Linked DNA regions of Mus musculus: region 2 is linked to region 1. Evidence: chromatin contacts called from public targeted proximity ligation data. All regions are on one chromosome and are shown on one strand. The core of a region is the stretch at or near the end of the contact, and the rest is flanking DNA. Distances in the headings are between cores, read along the strand shown. Region 1 has its middle 61 kb from the start of Gcnt1. Region 2 has its middle 14 kb from the start of Rfk.

The links.
Region 2: a targeted proximity ligation map of CD8 T cells shows a contact between it and region 1, with 11 read pairs. A contact is called at or near these places in 4 of 130 datasets of targeted methods (CD8 T cells, effector CD8 T cells and embryonic fibroblasts) and 2 of 9 other capture datasets (adipose tissue and liver).

What each region holds. Positions count from the first base shown.
Region 1 is chr19:17,293,313-17,298,113 of GRCm38.p6, reverse strand. No RefSeq gene overlaps it. Among named protein-coding and RNA genes, the nearest start is that of Gcnt1, 61 kb to the left of the region's middle.
Region 2 is chr19:17,378,005-17,382,805 of GRCm38.p6, reverse strand. No RefSeq gene overlaps it. Among named protein-coding and RNA genes, the nearest start is that of Rfk, 14 kb to the left of the region's middle.

The DNA.
Region 1 (4,801 bases), core at 1,519-4,018:
TTAAGCTTGTTTCATTTATCTTAATGATCTTCAATTCCATTTATTTTCATACCAGTGACCAAATTTCTTTCTTTTTTTTTTTTTTTTTTTTTTTGCCTGAGTAAAACTCCGCTGTGTACATATGCATGTTTTCTTTGTTCATTTGTCTTTCGATGGACACAGGCTGATTCTACAACTTGGCTACTGTGAATTGACTCACAATAAATATGGCTCCGAGCAGTCATTCCTGCTGTGTGCTAATAGACTCCATCAATGAAGTACAATAGTATGGTAGGTCTCTGTTTTTTCTTCTTCTTCTTCTTTTTTTTTTTTTTTTTTGGTTTTAGGTTTTAGGCTTTGTTTTTTAATCTCCACCCTGATTTCCATACTCACGCATTAGTTTATGATCTCACTGATGCTGGATTTGTGTTCTCCTTCTCCCTCAAACTTCATCGTTGGAGGCTGGTCTGTTGCTGTGTATACAAATGCTAAATTCTGAATCCCAAGATCTGGTTGCCCTCCAGATAAGTGCATCCTCATGCACACTGGCTTCTGTTCTGTAACTCTTGCCCTCCAATTTAAAGCTCCCTAATTTAAAGGCTAGAGCCTGGGATTGGGCAGGAGAGAGAGAGAGGATGGTCAAACAAGGGGTTGTGTCTCTTGCTCCTACCTTGGAGGATTTGCATGCTATTATTTCATATGCCTTATACCCCATCCATCTGAAATGACTTATGATTAAATGTGAGAGTATGGCCCAAGGCTGGGAAGATGAGTGAGCAGGAATAAAGGGAGTGATGGTTTAAATGAGAAGTGTCCCTCCCTCATAGGTCCACAGATTTGAGTAATTGATCTCCAAGTGCCATTGTTTGGGAAGGTTGTAGAACCTTAAGGACCTGAAGCCTTCCGGTGGAAGTACAGAAGGTGGTGGACTTTGAGATTTTATAGCCTGGCCCCACTTCCTGTTCTGTCTGCTTCCTGCGTGTATGAACATGTGCTTAGACAGTTTTCTGCTTCTGTTACCATGCTTTCCTGCTGCCATCCCTACCTGCCGCTGCTGTGCCTATGCCACCATGATGGATCAGACCCCTCTGGGATTGTAAAGCTAAAATAAACCCTTTATTCTTTAACTTTTGCCAGGGTGTCTTTTTTGCAGAAACAGAAAACTGATACACAGGGCTCGTAAGCTTGGTGGGCTGAGCTGAGCTGCCGGAATCCATGGTAGATGGAGAATTGGATTCCTCAAGTTATCTTCTGACCTCCGCACTGATGCTTACAAGCCAGCATGCCCCTCCCCACAAACATTACGTACACAATAATGATGAGTATATTAAAATGGAAACAGAATAGGCTCCCTTTCTGGGCTTGGGGTGAGGCTCTGCTGTAGAGCTCTTGCATAGGAAATGTGAGGCCCTGCAGTCCAATCCCAGTACCACATGCAAAAACCCAAACCAAACCAAAACACAGCCAAGAAAGAAAGAAATGCTGTTTTCAGTTTCTCATTGGGCTTAGTTAATTAGAAGTAAATTAGATCACTTCAAGACTTTGGGAGCTTTAATGAACACAGATGATATGGAAGATGGAACAAGTCGCTCTAGAGGTGACATGCTATAGGAAGGGAGTTCTCAGACGCTATTTTTAAAGAAACTGGGTTTAAATGCCTGCCATGCCACTTAGGAGGTGTGGGTCTTTGAATGGGGCTCTATCTTTGATTTTTGGTTTGTACCTCTTTAAAATGGGGTCATAAGGGAACTTACATTGTGGTGCTCAAACTCTCAGATAACGTGCACCATGCCAACTTCATAACAAACACTTGCTGTCTTGTCACGAAGTGGGCGTCAGAGAAGCCGATGGTGCTGATTGCTAATGTCAGGCGGTCTCCAGGCCTCTTATCTGATTGAGGAAACACCACATGGGGCAACATTGAGAGAGAGCAACACCAGCTCAGAAGGAAGCACAGAGACACAAAGTGGCAACTCAAAGTCAAGGTTCTGGAGAGGAGAGAAGAGGGCAAAACAACCATCAGAAGCCTGTGAAGAAGGGAAAGGGAGTAAGATGTGTGCTAGAAACACAGAGCGTCCCAGCTCCATAACAGAGAGGATGACCTGTCCTCAGGAAAGAAAGAAAGAAAGAAAGAAAGAAAGAAAGAAAGAAAGAAAGAAAGAAAGAAAGAAAGGAAGGAAGGAAGGAAGGAAGGAAGGAAGGAAGGAAGGAAGGAAGGAAGAAAGAAAGAAAGAAAGAAAGAAAGAAAGAAAGAAAGAAAGAAAGAAAGAAAGAAAGAAAGAAAGAAAGAAAGAAAGAAAACTCAGAAAGTCTCAAGACAACTGATCAACCAGCCCTGGCTATACCACGAGGCATATGCCTCCCCTTCAGATCAGAAACGGGTCAGGCCCAGTCATACATCGGGACAATATTATGCTCAGTGGTACATAGGACAGTGATCCTGTAAGATGCTAGCAGATCTGAAAAACACTTGTTATCTAATGCTGTCCCAAGAGTGCCCTGCACATCTGTCCTGTTTGTGATGTGTGAGCAGACCTACTATGTGTTAGTCATACCAGAGTGTGCTACATCCACAGTGATGCACAGCACACAATGTGTAGCAATGGGGCTCAGCTACTATGTCTCTGGTTTACGTAATTACTAATTGTTTTTTTTTTTAATCAGCATCTTTGTGTATAGTCATTCCACTTGTAAAAAAGGAGAGTTTCCTGCTAATATGCAGAGTGATGGTCCTATACCTCAGGTTTCTGATGATTAACTCAGTTTCAGTTAGTCTCGGTTTCTGTAAACTCAGTTGAAGGCGACACAGGAAGTGGCCTAACAAGTTTCTCAGAATGTGTTGCTGTTGTTCAGATATACATATGAGAGGACAGTTTACAGCTTCGGACTTCTCCCTAGCTGAGCAATACTTGTTCCCTTTGTTCTTAGGCTGTGCTACACACCAAACAAGACCTTAGGGTCAGAGATATAGCCACAGTGGCCAAATGCCCCAGTTTGCTTGGGACTGAGGGCTTGCCTGTGCTAAAACTCTACTGTGCCAAGCAAGCATGGTTCGTCATGGAACACAATTCTGCTATGAACTGAATAATAATAATAAAAATGATTAAGAGGGGAAAAAGATGTGTACACAAATTTCTTTCAAACTAAGAATCAAAATGAAGTCAGAAACTTCGCAGTCTTAGCAAAAGAAGGCATGTATGTTCATGTATGAAACAGATGCAGAAATTATCGCTTCGCCTGTGAGTTTTATAAATCTTAATAGTATTGGAGAATGGAGGGAGGGACAGAAGGAAGGAAGAAGGGAGACTATCAGGATGTCATAACTGTTCTTATTTTTTTTTAAATTTTTATGGATAAGAAGTCTGTATAGAATTAAATCAGCTTTTCAGCGGGAGAAGCCCCTGCTGCAAAGCCCGGTGCCCTGAGTCCGATCCCACACTGGTGGAGGACAGTTTCGCATGCTCTGTCCTCTGATTTCCCCATGAGTGACGCTAACTCACTCATCAAATGCACAGGTTAGATTTTGTCAACTCAATACACACTAGAATTAAAAACTGGAAGTCTCAGCCAGAGCTGACGCTTGACCATAGCAGAAACCATCTTTGGATTTGAACTCCAGTAGCCTGGTCTAGGAGCTGCCAACCTGACAGCACAATTGATTTGGAGCTGTGCCCACATTGTTATTTCATTCTGTTTCCCATTAAAAAAAAAAAAGTGGAGACAGAATTAAAATGTTCCAGACACCTAGGTCCCATGTTTTCAAACTGACATCAGCAAACTTTCCTGGTTAGGTGCCTGCCTGAGGGTGGGAGCGGGACTAAGGGACACACTGCAGCATCAGGGAGACAGGAACTATTGCTGAAAAACACTGAAGCCCAGCCAGAATCCTCCAGAAAGAACAGAATCCCAGCCCAACCAGGTAGCGGCTACAACCTCCGCAGAAAACGCCTGAATGGGCTTGCGCCTTGTTTCAGGCCCCTTTCTTGACCCTTTCTGGGCAACTTACATAGGACAACTTAAGCCAGATGATCTTTGTCCTCACTGCCCCTCTGGACTTGACTTCAAGCCTGGATGGAGGTGTTCAGCCTTTAACAGATCGCATAAGTGAACATAACAGAATTTACCATTTAATTGTGCGTTTCAGTGGTGTTAGCTGCATTCACATAAACATTGGCTTTAATGCAGGGGCCGTGCTGAGGTGGCTCACCTGGAACTCTTTAATAAATTTTTAGTCTTTAAGAACTTCAGAAAAGAAAAAAGAAAAACATTCATTAGGATTCTGTATTTGCTACCCTCTCCGCCCAGGTGGGACATACTGAAGCCATGTCCAAACCACCCCTGGGCATCTTAAACACAAGACATTCTTCAAAGGACTCAAACTCTTGGCTCTTTGTACATCCCAAAAGGCTCCCTCCACATTCCATTGCCCTGCATCCTTAGACTGCTTCAATGCGGAACACTTTGATGGGGGACACTTCCGGTCTTCGTGCATGCCCAGGTGTGTGTTTGAATGTGTGTTTATGCCAGCGGGAATGCACAAGTGTCCTGTGAGTGGTTGGTTTGTTTCTTACATTGTGGCTTCTCAAGAGTTTAAGCCAATCCCCCCATCCCCTGGTCAAATTGTTTCCTTGTGTTAGAGTCAAGCTAAGTATTATGGATGGGATAGGAAGCCATTACTTTCTTTGTTGTATCTCTGTCTCTGTCTCTGTCTCTGTCTCTGTCTCTGTCTCTGTCTCTTTCGCTCTCTCTCTCTCTCTCTCTCTCTCTCTCTCTCTGTCTCTGTCTCTGTCTCTCTCTTCCTTTCTGTTTTTCTTTTGAAACA
Region 2 (4,801 bases), core at 941-3,440, 85 kb before region 1:
GTCTCCTGAGCACGGGAATTACAAGTGTGGTGTGTGTACTTACGTGTTTTCCCGGCAGTCCTGGAGTTGAACCCAGAGCCTTGTGCGTGAATGCGAGGACACAGCCTATCACTAAGCTCTGTTCTCAGTCCGTTTTCCTTTGTCCTGGGTGCTTTTTTCATCTTCAAATCAATGTCAGAAAGATCTTCCCTTAGGCTTATTTTTTTTTCCTTCAAAAATGATGTATATATGTGTAAGAGGGAGTGGGTGTGCCGCGGCAGGCATGTCGAGGTCAGAGGACAGCTGTGGGAACAGATTCCCGCCGCCCCACCCCATGTGTTCTAGGTATGGAAGTCATAGTTCAGGCTCTTGAGGCAAGTGCCTTTCTTTACCTGCTGAACCATCCCACCAGTTCCTTGTTAAGTAATTAATTAATTTTATAGTAAATAGATTGTTCTCATACATATTCTGATAACAGTTTCCCCTCCACCAACTTCTCTTCCCATCCAAACCCACACCCTTTTCTTCTCTCTCATTAGGATACAAATCAGAATCTAATAATAATAAGAAAATAAAATAAAAACAAACCAAAATAGGACCAGATTTAAAAGGGAGGGGGGGATGCAAAAGAGAAAGCACAAGAAACACATAGAGATGCTGAGACACTCACATTCACGCACAGATCATTCATAAAAACAAAATTGGGGACCATGATATGTAAGCAAAACATCTGTTAAGCAAAAGTAAATAAATAGGTAAACAAACAAACACAAAAAAATTAAAAAAAAAAGAAAAACAACAAAAACATCAAAATCTTCAAAAACACATTGAGTTCAATTTCTTGGCTATCTATTGCTGGGCCTGTCCTTAAGTATGGTTTGTATACCTAGTGAGACTCCTTTGGTGAAAACTATAAATTTCTAATCAGAGAAATCACCAGAAACCTGGTCCAGAAACAAATAATTCCATAGTATACAGAATAAACTATACTAAAAGCAGCCCCCAGGTGGGAGAGCATCTATGTTAAAATTATGTAGTGAAGACTTGAGGGATGGAATGTAGAATTGGTCGATGTTTAGTTAAGTGTTGCCTTGTATTGCCAGACAGGAAGCTGAGTGGTGGATTTAAAAGTGAGGCTTAATGCCTTGCATTTTTGAGTGGCTGTGACTCTTAGCAAGTCCTCCGTTTTGAGTTCTTTGGTGGCACCCCTAGTCTTTCTCAACTGCAGTGAAGCTTTGCTGAGCTTCTCCCTCTGAAAGTCCTTTGTAACTGCAAAACTTGGGAGTAAAAAGAATGGTTGGCGTTTTACAGTAGCAATTGTTCCAGAAGAAAGGCAGCATAAGAGAATCTCTGAGCCCCAAGTTACTGTCATCATGCTCTGGGCTTCCTAGTTCTACCTGCAGATGAACCCACCCAGAAGTGCCCAGAAGTCCACCAACATCAAGCTCACCAATACAGAGCCCAGTTTCCTTGCTCATCCCAAGAGAAGAGCCTTCAGTTGTGTGACTGTAAATAAGTTAGAATTGTGAGAGTATGTGACCTAAAGAGATTGTCAGTGGGCAGAGCAGGGTGAGGTCACAAGCAGTATTGGGGAGTAAGCAATCTTTTGTTGTGATTTATTATCTGGGCAAGTAGTATTTATTCAACAAAGTAAACTGAGTAGCCTTGTGTTTAGTGGACTTTCAGGATATTCTTGCAACAAGAAGTAAGATTTTTTTTTCTATATCATCTTTCTGGGTAAGCATTTCCTGGGATTAAAAGTCAGGCAGATGCTGACAATAAGTTTTGTGTCTATAGACAGCAAACTATAAAAGGTTTCTCAAAAGGAGTTTCCTTTAACAACCTCTTTCAATCTAGTATTCTCCTGACACATTTAACCACAGCACACCTTTCTTGTAATACTTCTAGTGTTTCAGAAAGCATCTGCTGATAAATACCATGCCAGGAAATCGTCTCCATGAGAGCGCTGTGAGTTAGTGTTCTCAAAGCGGGGAGGGGCGGTTCCCACTCGAGTAGTTGACATCACTGGGGAGAGCCAGGTTTCATCTACTCAATCAGAAACCCCGATGGGCTCAGCAGCCTAGGGTTTAAACCACTCACCTGAAGATTGATGAAGATCGTAGTTTGATGCTGTTTCCACCACAGCCCTCCATACTGGAGATGGAGCCCAGGGTTTCCTGCATGCTAGACCATCCCTGTGGTTCTGAGCTCTATGCTCAGTCTCACATGCCAGGGTCTGACCACATTGCTGTCATTGTTCTAAGAACTCCCTAACTTCCCTCTTCTTTTCTTCTTCTGCCCAGTAAAGAAATAAAAGCATGTACCTAAGTAACCAGACACCTTGTATTTTTTTTTCCAAGCAAATAGACTTTAAATACTTATCTGAGTTCCCTAAGTCAATGTGGAGGTAAACAAAACACATTTTCTTAAACCATTGTGTTTTTTTAAATATTTACCCATGTTTCCTTAATAGAGATGGGGGTAAGTAACAGAAAAGAATTTCAACCATTGCCCCTTTCTTCTGCTTGTACTTCTTTGAATTTTTTTAAAGACTTATTTATTTGTTTTACATATATGAGTACACTGTAGCTGTCTTCAGACACACCAGAAGAGAGCATGACATCTCATCCCATTACAGATGGTTGTGACCCACCATGTGGTTACTGGGAATTGAACTCAGGACCTCTAGAAGAGCAATCAGTGCTCTTAACAGCTGAACCATCTCTCTAACCCCACTTCTTTGGATTTTTAGAGAACAATGCTCTTCTTGCACTAGCATTAGGCAATAACAAAGGATGTAAACTTATTCAAGAATTTGGAAAGGGCAGTGGTGGCACAAGCTTTTAATTCCAGCACTTGGGAGGCAGAAAGCAGGTGGATCTGCGAGTTCAAGACCAACCAGCCTGATCTACATAGTGAATTCCATGTCAGCCAGGGCTACACAGAGACATCCTCTCTTTAAAGGGGGTAGGACGAGTGAGAAAAAGAAATAGAAAGGAACTGAAAGGGGGTTTCATGGCCTGGGACCAAGGTTCACTTAAAGCAAAGGATAAACCTAAGAAACACACCGCAGGCAGCTCATCACCCACCTTTTCTATGTGGGCTGTTCTCTCCCTTCCTGCCTTCTGACCTTTTCTTCTAGAGAAAGTTCAGTTTAATCTCCACTCACCAGTTAATACAATCCTCAAGGAAACAGAGGAAACTGTGCTGAAGCTAAAGACTTTGTTTGCCTTAGGAACAAAAGACTGCGTGGTTCCCATGCCTCACTTGAGCTGTGCTAAATGAAGGTGACATCAATCTACACTCCCTCAATGTGTAAGAGTGGGCAGGGACCCTGGATTACAACAACATCATGTACCATTTTGTTTGGGTCAGAGTCCAGAATTCCGCTTAGCGTGGAGCTCCACTCTAACTAGGATCCATCGTGTGGCTTGGTCCTAAAGCCTTTGCTTCCTGGGAACAAAAGCACACGTGCAGGATTCTGTGTAAGAGGGTCCAGGGTGCCATGAACAGGGGAGACCTGAACAGAGCCTTTGGAAAGTAATTGAGTATCTGGGAACCATTAAAAGTGCCTCATCTAGGGCCACACCCCACACCAGTGGATCAGTATTTTGGTATAGAAACTAGGAATTGGGAGACCCTGTTTTGGTTTGGTTTGGTTTGATATGGTTTGGTTTGGTTTGGTTTGGTTTGGTTTGGTTTGGTTTGGTTTGGGACAGGGTTTCTCCATGTATCCCTGGCTGTCCTTGATCTTACTTTGGCCTTGACCTCAGAGAGAGCTGCCTGGCTGCCTTCCAAGTGCTAGGATTAAAGGCCTGTGCCACCATCACCCTGCTGAATTGGGAGAACATTAAAGTTTTCAAGTAATGCAGAATGTTTAAAAGCATCAGAGGAACTGTGAATAAAATCTCACTCACCATGAGCTAAATTGGTTTTGGGGTTTTGTTTGTTTGTTTCTTTGGTTGGTTGGTTAGTTGGTTAGTTGGTTGGTATTTTGTTGTTTTGTTTTTGGATTTGGGTTTTTCAAGACAGGGTTTCTCTGTGTAGCGTTTTGGCTGTCATGGAACTCACTCTGTAGATCAAGAGTCTTTGATTTTGTCTTCCTTCTAAGTGCTGGGATTAAAGGTTTGTGTCCTGCCTGAGCTAAAATATTTACAACAATTTTGTTAAAAACACTTAATCATTAAGGAGTTACACGTCTATAACACCATCCACTTCACAGGTGGGGCACGTGAAGGCACAAAGACAATGTAACGCACCTTGTATAGGGAAGGTCACAGAGAGGAGTATTGAGAGAGAGAATAAGACCTGACATCATTTGTGCGGGTCAAGTTCTGCCAGCTTAATATAAACCTAGACTTAATCCAGGAAGAGCACCCTCAATCGAGAAAATGCCTCCATCACATTGCCTGCAGGCAAACCTGCAGGGCAGGTTCTTAATTGAGAATGGATATGGAAGGGCTCAGCTCACAGTGGACAGTGCCATTCCTGGGCAGCTCACAGTACTGGGATGTATAAGAAAGCAAACTGAGTAAGTGGGGGTGTGGGGCAAGCAACCCATAAGCAGCACTTCTCCATGGTCTCCGCTTCAGTTCCTGCCTCCAGGTTCTTGCTTTGAGTTCCTGCCTTGAATTTCCTCAGTGGTTCACTGTGGTCTATAAACCAAATGAATCCTTTCCTTCCCAAGTTGCTTTTGGATACGGTATTTACCCCAGCAATAGAAACCCTGAACACCACCTTTGCTCCAATAAGGCCTATGAAGTGGTCAAAGCATTACTGTTCCCCGAGGTTCTCTGAGACCAAAGTTTCCAAGAAGTTTTAA